3 separate regions of the Mus musculus genome follow, and regions 2 and 3 are each linked to region 1. Evidence: chromatin contacts called from public HiChIP or PLAC-seq data. All regions are on one chromosome and are shown on one strand. The core of a region is the stretch at or near the end of the contact, and the rest is flanking DNA. Distances in the headings are between cores, read along the strand shown.

Evidence for each region. HiChIP or PLAC-seq counts read pairs in DNA pulled down with a chosen protein or histone mark.
Region 2: a contact with region 1 is called in an H3K4me3 HiChIP or PLAC-seq map of bone marrow-derived macrophages, with 3 times the contacts expected there. The contact joins the enhancer-like site here to the promoter of Mad1l1 in region 1. A contact is called at or near these places in 6 of 39 promoter capture datasets (3T3-L1-derived adipocytes, the C10 cell line, the HPC-7 cell line and 2 more), 5 of 115 datasets of contacts at active chromatin or transcription factors (bone marrow-derived macrophages, embryonic limb bud, embryonic stem cells and 1 more) and 2 of 9 other capture datasets (embryonic stem cells and pancreatic islet).
Region 3: an H3K4me3 HiChIP or PLAC-seq map of bone marrow-derived macrophages shows a contact between it and region 1, with 3 times the contacts expected there. The contact joins the enhancer-like site here to the promoter of Mad1l1 in region 1. A contact is called at or near these places in 2 of 39 promoter capture datasets (the C10 cell line and pre-B cells), 1 of 484 Hi-C or Micro-C datasets (bone marrow-derived macrophages), 7 of 115 datasets of contacts at active chromatin or transcription factors (the 230-238 cell line, astrocytes, bone marrow-derived macrophages and 3 more) and 2 of 9 other capture datasets (adipose tissue and pancreatic islet).

What each region holds. Positions count from the first base shown.
Region 1 is chr5:140,318,578-140,323,556 of GRCm38.p6, forward strand. Mad1l1 (MAD1 mitotic arrest deficient 1-like 1) reads right to left here and starts at 2,975. Exons shown (of 18, transcript NM_010752.3): 1 at 2,930-2,975. It also overlaps a transcript of Nudt1 not described here.
Region 2 is chr5:140,105,281-140,110,259 of GRCm38.p6, forward strand. It overlaps Mad1l1 (MAD1 mitotic arrest deficient 1-like 1), which reads right to left. Exons shown (of 18, transcript NM_010752.3): 15 at 235-325. Among named protein-coding and RNA genes, the nearest start is that of Gm30492, 12 kb to the left of the region's middle. Within about 2 kb of position 2,846, at least 47 of the 459 cell types and tissues checked have an H3K27ac peak or open chromatin away from gene starts, as enhancers often do. A contact at or near this core is called in bone marrow-derived macrophages, hematopoietic stem and progenitor cells and liver, where this site is marked.
Region 3 is chr5:140,147,604-140,152,582 of GRCm38.p6, forward strand. The region is part of intron 11 of Mad1l1 (MAD1 mitotic arrest deficient 1-like 1); the gene reads right to left. Among named protein-coding and RNA genes, the nearest start is that of Gm30492, 55 kb to the left of the region's middle. Within about 2 kb of position 1,903, at least 52 of the 459 cell types and tissues checked have an H3K27ac peak or open chromatin away from gene starts, as enhancers often do. A contact at or near this core is called in the 230-238 cell line and bone marrow-derived macrophages, where this site is marked.

The sequences.
Region 1 (4,979 bases), core at 1,725-4,224:
TCAGTGGACAGAGAAGGGCAAACCGAAGGCTCTGTTCAGATCGGGGACTGGGATGGGCCAGGGAAGGAGTCAAGTAAGTGAGGTGGGGACTTACACGCTGACTCACGGGGCTCACATGCGCTGCACTGGCAGGACTGCTGCCCTCCCATGGGCATGGAGGCCAAGCAAAGGGAGAGCAGGGCTCTCACAAGACGCCTGGATAAGGACAATGAGCAGCATCCAGCTGTCAGACTGAAGCCAGGAGCTAGAGAACTGAAAAACTGCAGAGTGCAGACACTCAGGAAATAGGTGTACTGAGGTCCTTGAGAGGCATGCAGTGACAGATGGCATCTAGTCAGGCAGAAAGGCAGAGGACATGGCTGGGATTCTGTGACCCTGGTTGGGTCTCTTCTCGGTTTGGGATCATGGAATCTATGTGGGATGTCTGTAACTTTAATGTCTGTGGGTTACCTGGTGTGGGGCTGGGGAAGTGGCTTAGTGGATAAAGATGCTTCCCACAAACCCTGCTGACCTGAGTTTGAGTCCCATGACTCCCAAGGAGGGAGGAAAGAAATGATTCCCACACTGTGACACCTGACACCCTGGGATTCAGACACATGAGGACAACAAAAGCAGACACATCCAGACTAGGCAACATTCTAGCCTTTAACCCACAAACGATTGCCTGGTCCCCCTAGAACAGAGGACTCTGGGACAGGTCCAAAATATTCTGGTAAGTCTAGATAAGTAGACCCAGACTTGCCAGCAACTAACAATACCGCCCTGGGTTCAGAAGCCACGATGGTGGTAGGCAGGGGACCCCAAGCCTCTTCAGTCTTCTATTGAGAGTTGAGTAACCCCATAACCTTTCTCTTGGAGGTCACCTGAGCTGTCCTACAACTTCCAGTTAGAGTCAGCCCAGGGGACAGTGAGTGAACCAGTGGGGCTGTATGGAAGGAGTCTGCACTGCCTCAGTAGCTGTCTAAACTCCTTCACAACCCACTGGGGACAGAATGGAGAGGCTGAATATATGTCACGCCAGGTTAGACTGAAAGACCAGGTAAGGTGTTGGAGAGAGTCTGCAGCAAAGAAGTTGTCTTAGTCAGGGTTTCTATTCCTGCACAAAACATCATGACCAAGAAGCAAGTTGGGGAGGAAAGGGTTTATTCAGCTTACACCTCCAAACATGTGTTCATCACTAAAGGAAGTCAGGACTGGAACTCAAGCAGGTCAGGAAGCAGGAGCTGATGCAGAGGCCATGGAGGGAATGTGACTTACTGGCTTGCTTCCCCTGGCTTGCTCAGCTTGCTTTCTTATAGAACCCAAGACCACCAGTCCAGTATGGCACTACCCACAACGGGCCCTCCCCCCTTGGTCACTAATTGAGAAAATGCCCCACAGTGGATCTCACAGAGGCATTTCCTCACCTGAAGCTCCTTTCTCTGTGATAACTCCAGCTGTGTTAAGCTGACACACAAAACCAGCCAGTACAGGAGTCTAAGCATTTCTCAGTTGGAGAAAGGTCCTTGAGAAGAGGAATGTATGTGAGGGGCTGAGGCAAGATCACAAGTCATGGGCCAGCCTGGGTTATACAAAAACCTAAAAATACAGCTAGACCCAATCTCAAAACGGGTGTGTGTGGGGGGGGGGGGTAACTTTGCAGAAATTTCTTCTGAATTTCCCACTTACAAGAACCGTGGTGTGCACCCCAATTACACATATGACAAAGCGAAGCTAGTGGCCAGGTGGACAACAGGCACAGTGGGAGAAGTGGGCCTTTGCTCACCAAGACACACTTTCTGTCCTCCCTCTTCGGACCAACACAAGAACTCTGCCATTAACACACAAGAATGAAGGGCTGCGGTTTCAGAAGCCACGACACCACACAGGTAACTAAAGCGCCACCTCAAGTTGTACCCTCTCCACAAGAACCCTGAACTTCCAGACAGCAGACTTTCCAGGACACCAGCTGCTCTGGATGGCTCCTGAGTTAACAGGGACACACACACCTTCTTTCTGGTTTCAGCCAAGGGACAGCCTGAGAACCTAGCACTTGGTGACACAGGTCTGTCATCCCAGGTACTCAGAAGGCTGAGACAAATTCAAGGGCTGGTGGCAAGTTCAAGATCAGCCCGGAAAACTTGGGAAGCCCCATCACAGAATAAAAATTAAGAAGAAAAAGTAAGGATTGGGCTGAGGAGGCAGCAGAGTAGGTGACTGCTTAGCGTACTGCTCTGCGAGAATGGGGACTGAAAACAACTCAATCTGTAAAGGCACTTTAGGGCAAGACAAGACAAGCAAGGTTCCATCTTTAGGACCCATATGGAAGAAGAAGAGAATTAAGTTATCCTCCAACCTCGACAGGAAGCCTGGTATATATATGCAAACACACACAAATCAATTAATTAGCCGATTAATTAATTTTTAAAAGGACTGGGGACATAGCTCAGTGGTAGAATGCATAAGTTCCTTGGTCAATCAACAGTACTGCCAAAAACAAACAGACAGACAGACAGACAGACAGACACACACACACACACACACACACACACAGTGGGCCTGACATGCGACTCAGCGCTCACCGGGGCTTGCCACCAAGACTGGTCAACCTGAGTTCGATCCCTGGGACCTACAAAATAACCGACTCCAACCCCGGGAGCCCTTCAGCCCACAGTGGGCCACGCTGTCCCCTCCGCCCCCGCCCCCGTCCCGGTCCCGGTCCAGGCCCGCCACCCCAGGCTCTGCAGCGGGACACCGGGGTGGGAGACCGTCCAGAGCGGCCCCGGGAGGGAGACACGGGGGACCCGGCAAAGGGAAGGCGCGCGACAGGACCGACTCAGAATGCATGCGTGTCGATGGCAGCAGACAGCTCCCTCCCGTGGCCTCGTTACGGTCGGGCAGGGCGCGAGGCGCCTGGGGCGCTCGCAGATCCCGCCACCGGGTCCCTTACCTCAGTTGAGGAGCCCGGTGCTGCAGCAGCCGCTCAGATCTCCCTCCTCTCCGCCGGTGTCTATATATCGCGAGACTTCCGCCGGGGTCTCGCGAGATCTGAGAAAACGGCCCGTAAAGAATTAAATATGTGCTCCACGGGCGTAGCCTGAGAACAAACCGCAGTCCCGCCAGGGGACCCGGAACCAAACTGGGCCCGGCTGCCTGTCCCGCAGGGCGCTCTTCCACTGCCCCGGGGTGCGCCGTAATGTATGGAATAGCACCGCGCAGGAGGAAAGGTTTGTTTGTTTTTGTTTTTGAGACAATGTTTCTCTGTGTAGCCTCGAACTCACAAAGATCCACCCGTGCCTGCCTCTGCCTCCCTGGAATTAAAGGCTTGCCGCACAACTGCTGGGCACGCTCGGAAAGGGAACAAAGTTTTGGAAAGTTGCGTTGCCTCTGAATCTTGCCACTTTGTATACACAGGTTGTTTTGTTTGGGCACTGTTTTGATTGGTTAGCTTGTTTCACTTTCTTTCTTTTGTGAATGAGAAGTCCTGGGAAGAAGTCCTTCACGTTGCGGGTCCAGAGCCTGATGAAATTTGTCTAGGGGCTATGTCTTTAGCCTCCTTCCTACCCGTTGCTTTCCTGCCTCTGCGTCAGCTCTAACGTGTTGTGACTAATGAATAAAAACCTCTTGGAATAAATTAAAACCCGGTTTCTACCAACCAAAATCCCCCGGACAGCATCAGAAGCATATAGCTGGTATTTCTCTTTGGTGTAACTGCCTACTTAAATCTTCCAACAGGCCGGTTTTTTATGTTTTATTATTTTATTTTGTGTATGGGTGTTTCATGTGCATGCATGATGTCCATAGAGACCAGATGAGGTCAGCAGAGCCTCTGGAACGGGAGTTAGATGTCTGTGAGCCAACATGTGTGTGCTGAGCACTGAACCTGGTGATCTTAACCTGAGCCATTTCTCTGGCCCACCACCAATGGCTTGGTTTGCTTTGGTTGTTTGGTTGTTTTTGTTTTGGGTTTTTTAAATAATTTTATTTATTGATATTAATAAATAATATTAATAAATAATAAACAATTTATTTATTTAATACATTTGAGTACACTATAGCTGTCTTCAGACACTCCAGAAGAGGGAGTCAGACCTCATTACGGATGGTTGTGAGCCACCATGTGGTTGCTGGGATTTGAACTCAGGACCTTTGGAAGAGCAGTCAGTACTCTTAACGGCTGAGCCATCTCTCTAGCCCCTTGTTTGGGGTTTTTTTAAGACAGGGTTTCCCTGTGTAGCCCTGGCTGTCCTGGAACTCAAGGCTAGCCTCAAACTTACAGAGACCCACCTGCCTCTGCCCGCCTCCCAAGTGCTAAGAATAAAGGAGTGTACCACCTGGCCCCCACCAATGTATTTTTAAGGTGCCCTGACTCATGACTTTGTTCTGTTACTATAAAAACTTCCTCATTGCTTCCAGACTGGAATGTGGAATATAGGGTAACCTAAGTCTGTATTTATGGGACATAGTCATTCATTTTTGGCTTGAATAAACAATCCCTCCAGTTGGTTGGTAGTGGCACATGTTTTTAATCCCAGCACTCAGAGGCTGAGGCAAGAGTATCACTGTGAGTTCGAGCCCAGCCTGGGCTACAAAGCAAGTTCCTGGACAACCAGGGCTACACAGAGAAACCCGATCTAGAAGAAAATAATAATAATAATAAAATGGACTGGAGAGATGGCTCAACCGTTAAGAGCACTGACTGCTCTCCCAGAGATTCTGAGTTCAATTCCCCACAACCACATGGTGGCTCACAACCAGCTGTAATCTGTCTGTAATGTGTCTGAAGACAGCAACAGTATACTCACATAAAATAAATAAATCTTTCAAAACAAATAAAGATAAAAATTTCTCTCATCCCTTTTGAGATGAATGTTGTGTTTTGGGTTCAAACCGAGAAACAGAGTCTTACCCTGTAGCCTAGGTTGGCCCGGACCTCACAGCAACCCATCAGCCATCTGAGCACAGGCAAAACGGCCCTGGCCCTCTACTGACCATTGGTT
Region 2 (4,979 bases), core at 1,596-4,095, 210 kb before region 1:
GTACAGCACCAGAGAGAAGAGAGGCCGAGGTCAGTGCTGAGAAGCACAAGAACCAAGGGTATGAAGCGGTCCCTGCACAGCGAGCCAGAGTGGCCCAGACCTGTGGTCCTGCAGAACCCAGCAGTAGCTCTCAGCCAGGTAAGGGGGGGATGCATAGGAGGAAGCCCAGGTTCATTCACAGGGGCTGGAAGGAGTACTGTCTACAGGGAACCTCTCTCTGGCCACCAAACCTACCTGTAGGGTTAGTTTCTCCATCTGCATCTCCAGCACCTGCTTTTCCTGTTCCAGACGGCTCCGCTCACCCTCCAGCTCCTCCACCTTCAACCTGCAAGGAGACCATGACATAACCAGGTGCCACTGCAGTCCAGCACAGATGGAAGGTCATGGCCCTAGTGGGAGGACAGCAGTGGACAGCACTTACTTAGGTCTAAGGAAGGACTCAAGCCAGGGGTTCTTGGCTGACCCTGAAGCTTGGCTAGAATCAGGTAAGGAATCTGTCTCAGGCCCCCTGGTTCACCCTGGAGAGTGACCACAGGCTAGAGGAGAAACTGCAAATGGAAAAGCAACTCAGGAGTCTTTAGAACTGTGGTTCTCAAACCTTCCTAATTTGTTGTGCTGCAACCCTTTAATACAGTTCCTCATGTTGTGCTGACCACTGACCATAAAATGGAGCAGTTCCTAAAATCTGTGTAGTTTAAGAGTCCATAACAAAGTAGCCAGACAGCTACAAGGGGCTAAAAGGAAAGGAAGTGTCCAGAGAGCACTTCAGGACTAAAGGAGAAACCAGAACAAGCCAAGAGCAAAGCTTTGGCCACTTGGAAATGTAACAACACACACTAAATACACTGCTCAAAGAAAGTAAAGGAAATTAGCAAACACATTGAACTGGACATAGCGTATCCAGGAAAGCCAGGCTTAGAGACAGAATGTATCCAATGCTCTCATCTCAAGTCAACAAGCCAGGCTTCCCCTTTAAGGAAAGGCTGAGCGTGATGGGTATGCACCTGTGAGCCAGCTGAAATGGAGGAAGAGGGGGCGGGGAATTCAAGGGCAGTTTTATGAGCTAGGATCTTACTGTGTAGTTCTGGCTGGCTTGAAGTAGGACACAGAACACTCCAGAACAGACCTAATGCATGGCCACAAAACAAGTCTTAGTATATTCATTTAGTAGAATGCCTGCCATAAATGAAGTTGGAGATCAATGGCAGAGGAACTGTAAAGACAGTAATTCAACAGGGGTTAGGGAGATGGCTTTGTGGGTGATTGCTTTGAAGGCCTGAGAACTTGAGTTCTATTCCATGAACTGTGGAATTTTAGTTTCTTTTAAAAAACCACAGAAATACTATAAGAATATGTTTTCATTTTAATCCCAGGTGTGGGGATATAGAGCTGCTTCAGATCGTCCACGTTAGCAGACTATGATCTGCCTTGTGCTCTGGCAGGGGCATGATTTTGCCAGCTGCAGATAGATTCTGTGACTGTGTGACATTTGGAATTCCTGGGACTCCTTAGAGGGTATATAAATGCTAGGTCCTGAGAGGTGTGATGTGGGTTGTTGGCTGGTTGTTAGTTATGGTCTGTTAAGCAGTCATATGCAAAGAAGAAACAACTACAAGAAGAAATTAGACATCCTGATGGAGAAGATCAAAGTTGCCCCAAGGAACTCAGTGCCCCTAACCAGCGGTTAGTAGTCTAATGAAAACACCACCCACCTTTCAACCCCCCTCTGTCTCTCTTTCTGTCTCTCTTTCTCTCTGTGTGCCTTTCTCTTCTCTCTGTGAGTCTCTGTCTCTCTTTGTCTCTTTCTCTGTCTCTTATCTAGTGTTAGGGTGTTGAAATGGTAGGGAAAAAAGGGGATGGGAAATGGTAGAAGAAAACCTACTAAGTAGCAAAATTCAGCTACATTATTGTTCCAGCACTGCCATGAAAAGCTGGGGATGCTGATGCGCACTTGTGATCCCAGTGCGGGAGAGACTGAGACTAGAGCAGTGGTTCTCAACCTGTGGGATATGTGTCAAAAAACCCTTTCACAGGGGTCACGTAAGACCAATGGAAAACACAGATATTTACATTAGGAATTGTAATGGTAGCAAAATTACAGTTATGAAGTAGCAATGAAAATAATTTTATGGTTGGGAATCACCATAACACAAGCTGTACTAAAGTGTCACAGTATTAAGAAGGTTGAGAACCAATTGGTGAGCTCCTGGCCATTGAGAGATTCTGGCTCAAATGGCAGATGTTAGACTCTATGAGGACTGATGCCTGAAGCTGAACTGGCTCACACATATACATACTCAACCACACACCTATAAAACAAAAAAGTAAGAAACTACAATTATCCTGGGATAAAAAAGAATTCACTGGGGAGATTAGGAGACACCAGAGACAAACACTAAGAGGAAACAGAGGGCTCCAAACACAAGGAAGATGTCACATCAAAGATGTCACATGAGTCCAAAAGGAAAGCAGGGAAGGAGAGCAGCTCGAGCTGACAGCTGACAGCAGGCTGGAGACAATGAGGATTGGGTTGTGTGAACGATTACACAGGAAACTCCCAAGCAAAACCAACCAGAGAGAAGAGCTCACCACGAACCTGGAAGCTGTGAGAGGGCACCACAGGACAAAGGTCACAAAAGGATGCTAGGGACAACTGGGCACACATCTGAGTAGCCAAGATGGCACAGGCAGACTCCTACTGATGACCTTCCAAGGTGACCCCCAGAGAAGCGGATAAACCTGAGATCACTGTGAGGGTCAAAAGGGAAGTCAGAGTCTCCCAAACAAGGAAGAAGGCCAGGCCAGAGAGCACAAGCAAACACTCAAAGAATCATATGGTCTTGCCCAACTTGGCAGAGAAAGGAATGAGGAAGCTCTCTCTCTGAAACCAGCAGCTGACGGACACTGAATAGAGGCAAAGACACTTCCAGAAAACTAAGGCCAATCTGGGCCTGGGGTATAGGCCCACCAACCTAGCTGTGTGGAGACTGAGGCAGAAGGATCAAGAATTAAGGGTTTTCCTGGGCCACTCATGGGTTCAAGGAGCAGTTTGTGGGATCCTGTTCCAAAATGTAAAAGGTAGCCACAGAAAAAGGCTGGGAAGGTAGCTCTGTAGCGTGCATGTTTAACACATGTGAGGACATGGGTTCAAACTGCAAGACTGCAAACCTAAAATTAAAATGAAATGAATATATGAAACAAAAACTAAAATTATTTTTTAAAAGAAGTAACTAGAACTGAGACCAGTAAACTTGGGGGACAAGCCTAACCACATAAACATGGGGGACAGGTGTGGACTCACTTAGCCACATGCCAGCCGTTCCCTGAAAGCTTTCCATGCTATGGCAAAGGGTTTGAAAACAGCAGGGATCCAAGGCATCTCAACACCTAACACTGTGCTGTGTGACCCTCTAGGGAGCAAGGACAAGAAGCTCTCCTCTACTCCGCTCTCAGTTGACACAGGAAAATCCCTTCACCAAACCTGTCACCTTGAACACAGAGGGCAGCAACCTCAACAGGACATGTCATTTCTGAAACAAAAACAAACAATAACAAAAACAAACAAAAACAAAGATGTAAAAAAAACAAACAACCTTTTTAAAAAAAAAAAAAAAGGCTAGGGAGATGGCTCAGTGGTTAAGAGCATCAGTTGTTCTTCAGGGGGACCTGGGTCCAATTCCTAGCACTCACCTGGCAGCTCACAATTGTCTGTATCCAGTTTCAGAGTATCTGACCCCCTCCCTCACACACACACATGAAACACCAATGCACATAAACAAAAAACAAAAGCAGGGAAGACAGCTGCAAGATTTCCTCAAGATTAAGGTGCAGCCACCAAGCCTGACAACCTGAGATCCAGCTCAGGATGAAAGGAGAGAACGCACTCCTGAGTGCCATCTTCTGGCCTCCGCACTTACTCCAGGGGGTCTACAGAAACACGCGTGTGCACGCACACACACACACACACACACACACATCAATCTAATTAAGTAATTTTTTAAAACTCTGAGACAATGCCTGCTCTGACTGCGTTCATCTGACTAAACTGCCAAAGCAATTAGACAAGACAATGAAATAACAGCAGCAAACCACTCCTCATCACAAGATGCCCTGCTGATGCACAAACCCACCAAAACAGCACCATACAAACCACCACGTGTGAGCTCTGCTGTGCACTTCATCTGCTACAGCATCAGAGAGAAGAAAACATTTGGGGACAAATTTACACAAGGCAGAGGGAGATGATCCCCCAAGACATGCAGAGCATTGCCAAAATAAAATAAAGTGAAATAAATAAAGACATTTTTTAAAGGGAAGAAAAAGAAAAGAAAGCCCATGTGCACGTGGATACCTGGCGTGGAGATCAATGGCTCAGCAGTTACAAACACTGCTGCTCTTCCAGAAGAATCACCATCCACTGGGGCTGGCTAACAACTGTCCACAAGTCTAGCTCCAGGGGCTCTGGTGCCCACTTCTGGGCTTCACAGGTACCTGCATTCACATGCACATGCAAACACACACACACACACACACACACACACACACACACACACACACACACAAATTTACATATAATTAAAAAATAAGAAAAAGCCATCTTATTGATGTTTGTGTTCAGGGACAGGTGAGCTTAGAGCTGAGGCTACCTGGGGCAAAGCAGACAGAAAAAGAAAAGCCAACTGGGAAGATGCACCTCCTGCCTCAGGACTCAGCCATGGGGGGAGACATTCCTTTAAAGAGATGCCCCCACAGGTGCTATGCTGAGTGGGAGATGTCAGTGCTAAGAGATCACAGGCACAGAGTCCACCCAAGTGGGCATGCTGGACCAGAGCTGAGCAAGCCATTTAGTTAAATGACCACATCCACTACCTGTTCACAGCCACCCAAAGGAGCCTGCACAGCACACAAAGGTACAGAGCTGGCCTCACAGTCAGGAGAGCCTGAGTCAGATCCCCAGAGGCCGTGTTTACACAGGCTGG
Region 3 (4,979 bases), core at 653-3,152, 170 kb before region 1:
GTCTCCTCTCTCCAGAAAACGCTTCCTGCTTACATAACACCAGAAAGGGGTTCGTGAGCCATGTGTCTTCTGAGTTTCATTAGTCACAACCCAAGACTCAACCCCACGTCCTACCTGAGCCTCCTCCCCTTCCTCTACAGGTCAATGTTTTAATCTTGGGGCAGTGGGGAGAGAAAGTGCTGCACAAAAAACTAGTAAAAAATAAAATTCTGAGGCCAGGGGTTCATAGTAGTTTTCTAGAAGAGAAACTGAGGCACAAAAGTGTAGAATAAATTGTCTCAGGACCCAGGAACTCCAAATCACTGCCTCTGGAACCTGAGTCTCCTGACAATGTCCTTTCCCCATGACAACATTTAGGATGAACTCAGACAGCCAGAGTGGAGTGGGGGTGGGGAAATAGATGACCATCACAGAACAAGCAACAGCCAACATGGGTATCCCTTACTCCTGGGCAGAAACTGCATGCTCCAAGAGAGTCCTATGTAACTATCATTGTATTCGTGGAAGTCCTGTCATTCATCTTTGATCCACCAGTGTGCTCACTAACCCATATTTGCATAGAGAAAGCCCCACTTAAACCAATGGAGGTCATAACAGTACAGCCCAGTGGGCCTTGGGGCAGAGTGCAAGAACAGACCAGTGGACAGAGCACTAAAAAGACAGTAGGCGGTCACAGGTAACCAGAGTACGCAAGCTCACCTGTCTATATCCCAGCCAGAGGGCAGTGTGGATAGTTCCCAGAGGGCCTTGCCAGAAAGCGGTTAGTTTCTTTCTGTTGCTGTGATGGAACACCACATACAAAAGCATCAATGAAAGAATGGATTTGTTTTGGCTTAAGGTTCCAGAGGGGCATAATAGGGGGTGAGGGTAGGGGGTCAGTCACAGCAGCAGAAAATTGAACAATTGCATCTTCAACTGCAAACACCAAGAAGAGCACAAACTGCAAATGGGCAAAGCTCTACACTCTCAAAGTTTGTACCCTGTGATATATCCTCAGAAAGGCTTCACCTCCTAAAGGTTCTACAACATCTACAAACAGTGCCACCAAACAGGACCAAATGTTCAAACGCATGAGCCTACAAAGCCCACTTCTCATTGTCCAGAAATAACTCTTGACCAGCCTCTGCACACTGTGGGAAGGAGGTGTCAATGTGGGGTAGAGGACCAGCCTGCAGGCTGTCTCAGGTCAAAAACACCACAAGGCCTACACTGGCAGGACATCGGTTTGCTCTGTAACCTGAAGAATATAATCAGCCTCTCTGAGCCTCAAGAGACTATACTGTACTGTGTAGAGGCAAAATGGCTTTGATGATCTTGGAAATTCAAATACAGCCCTTTGCAGGAGGTTCTGGCCTCAGGCCACACCCTCCAAGTGGCAATCATTCTGGCTGTGTGGGTGTGGGCATCACTGCCATCCTCTATTCTCTCACAGCTGCTTTCTCCGTGTCAAACACCCCTGCTTGGATGGATATAAGTGACCTGAGAAGCAGGTGTATGTGATGCCCTGGAGCCCACTCAGGCTATTGGAAAGGCTGCTGACAGAGGGCTCGAGGCAACCCTTGTCACTCCCCTCCCTCACTAAAGGGAACTGGGTTGGAGGCATTTTATGTTGGCACAGGGGTCTCTCCCTAGACCCAGAGTCCCCCACCCCACAGAAGCACCTGATAGTAGAGCCTACAGGTGGTGCAGGCATGTCTCTTCCCCCTCCCCCTCCTTACCCTCCTCCCCTCCCCCTCCTTAGCTTCCCCCCTCCCCTCCCTTCCCTTCTCCTCTCCTCATCCCCTTCCAGCCTCCCCTGCCAATGCTGACTCACTGGGCCGCCCACTCACCACAGTTCTGCCTCTGAGGGCCTCTATGCATGGCTGCTGTATGCATGGCTGCTCTCTGTGGGCATCTCCTGTGGTTCTTTCGCAAGCCCCATGGCCTTTCTCCTTATCTAGGTTCCTCCACTCAACTCGTAGCCACTCCACACGGCTTTCTTAAGAAAAACTAAGTCATGAGCCTACAGCCCACAAAGAGCTGGAGTCCACCCAGCTCTGGGCATCCCAGCCCTGCTCCCTGCCCACTCTCCCATCATGTCTCTCAGAGTCATTCACTGGTCACCCTCAGATGAATGAGAGCTGGAGGCATGGGGGCGTCCACAACAAAATCAGTTCCTGGTAGATGCCTAAAACCCCTCTTTTACAGGCTCATTTCTATCAGAGGCTCTAGCTGTACCCCACTCTGAAAGCTGAATAGATGCGAGAGTCTGTGGCCCCTGCCCTAGGTCCCCAAGCATTCTGGCCCCACTGCTTCCAGCTCTGGTCACGCTGCCACCTGGGCTTGTGCCCTGACACTTGCCTCCACTTAAGGAACTCTTCAAGATCCTGAGCTTCAAATCCTCTTTAGAGGGCCCAGGCTTCTCTCTGCAGCCCATTCTGAGGGAATCCTAATAGGTCAGGAGCATAGGTACCAGGGAAAGGAAGAATTCTATCTCTACCTGGCACATACCCTGAACATCCACACTAGTGGAAAGAGGTTCCCGAAAGGAAGACAGGTCATGTTATCATACTGCTGGATGCACTTCTGTAGGAGGGTGACGGTGCCAGCACTGCTCTGGTGCTTTTGTGACCCACACAAGCTTCCGTTCTGACCAACCATAGCTGCCCGTGAGTGCTTGGGGCAGCAGAGACAGGCCTGACCAGAGCCAAGAGCACAGTTCTGTCAGGGTTTTCTCTGTTATCTCTGTCTGGCCCGTTTCCATCTGGAACTCTCTAGAACTACAAACAAACTCAGGCATAAAGAAAGCTTACCTGCAGGGTCAGAAGAGAGGCCTTTCCATGGTGCATCTAGTCTGTCACTGGTCATCAACTCAAGGGCACCTCCACCCATCTCTGTGAGGGCTGGCGGCTCAACCCAATCAAGGAATTGGCCTCTCAAATTCCAGGGGCCTCACTGTCCACAGATCCCAAGACCAACCATAACACAAGGGAACGGTGAGTTACTACATGAGGCAATCAGCCAATAATATCCATGGCTGGTGCCATTGGTAGGGAATGAACCTGGGCCCAAGAGAACCTCTGCAAAGCCACAAACTCCCAAGGTCAGGAATACAGCAGGACTCTAGCAGGGGAAGAACAGAGATTTCGGTGCCTGAGCAGCAAGGCAATCAGATGAGGGGCCCTGTGTAGAATAGCCCTATCCACAGGGATCAAACTTCCAACAAGAGTTACCATCACACAGAGGATGACTACCATATGTGTGCCTGCCTTGATGCTGGGTAGATAGGAAAAGCCACAAAAGTTGAATGCTGAGAGTCTGTGACCACAAGCCTACATGCAAAACCCCAGAGCTAGAGATAACTAGTCTGAAATCACATACCATGAAAAGTCCAGACGGACACACCAGCAGAAGGCATGGGTCCTGTAGGGAGGGAAGAATCAATTGACTCATTAAACACCCATCCCTCCTGCCAAGGAGAATCAAAGGCTGACAAGGAGGGTAAAGAAACAACCATCCTTCCCCATACTCGGTTCACCACTGTGCAATCTAGTGAGTTATACAGTAGAGCCACTGAGAACCTTAAATCGGGATTTAGGGGGAATGGCACTAAGATAGCAGGGTTGCTTTGAGGTATGTGATGGTTAATCTTGGTTGGCAGCATGGCTTGATCTCAAATGGACTGAAGGACAAAGTGTTGACAGACCTGTGGGTGACGTTCTTGAGGTGACTTGAAGTGGAAACACCTGCCCTCCCAGTAGTAGCCCAGATAAAAGGAGGTCCCAGAAGAGAGCTCGGCTCTCTGCCAGCTTGCCTTTGTGACTCACTGGCAAGTTCATCTACCCTGTGGCTGCTGCACTACTTCACTGGTATCAGAACCCAGCTTCCTCTGGCTTCCAGAGTGACTCTCCAGGAATCCCCTAGGCTTCCAGGGCCAGGCAGAGGCTGATGAGACACTCAGCTCTGTGGGCTGCTGCACAGCTATTAGGCCCTCAGCTCTTCAGTTAAGGCAGCCACTATACTTCCCAGACCATTGTGTAAACCAGTCTAATAAATCCTTAGACAGCAGGAGTGGGGTCAAGATATAGTTAACTGCACAACAGAAACTATGCAGGGAGAAAGTGGAGGGCCTGAGGGGAAACTCCAATAAATTCAAAACAATGGGAGGAAACTGTCGCCACGATATCTTTAAGTGGTACATATAAAGTACTAAATTGGAACACAGAAATTCAAATGGGAAGAATAAGCAATGAAGACAAACTAAACACGCTGATTAAAAGACGAAGCTCATACTGTGTAAGAAAAACAAGTGTCCACTGCAGAGTATTTCCAGAAAATAAATGATGCACGGTGCAGGCAGCCAGGGAGAGTGGCAACCCACCAAAATTGAATAAGACAAAACTGAAGGCCAAGGCCTCACCAGAGCTGGATGTTACTCTACGGACCCCTAGCCACCAGAGACTGGGGAGGAGGGACACCAGACAAAGAGGCTCACTGTGCAGCCATCAAAGGCTCAATTCACCAAAACAACATGAGCTGCTGAGGAGGAAGGGGCAGTGCCAGCCTGGAAATGTAAAGCCACCACTGACACAGTGGAGATGTCAGTGTGGCCATCAGGGACAAGTGAATTGACAGCCAAGGATTAAACATGAAAAGTGAAGACCAACATGACAAAATCTGACTTGAGGTGTGGCTGGTATGATACTTTCCACACAAACATGAGGAGCTGAAATATTCCCTAGATCTGAATCCTGGGGCTAGCCTAGCCCTCATGGGGTACTGCCTCATAACAACACAGGCTGGTAAGCTGCTATCAAACCTCAAGGGAATGACTAAAAGAAAATTAACTTGTTTTTAAAACTTTAACAGTTAAGAAATTTAGCAAGTGCTATGACATAGAAGACAGAACACAAATTCCAAATGAAGAATCATTGAGAACTACTTCAGAAAACAAACAAACTAACAAACAAAAAATGGTTATCCTGAGAAGCAATTCTGCA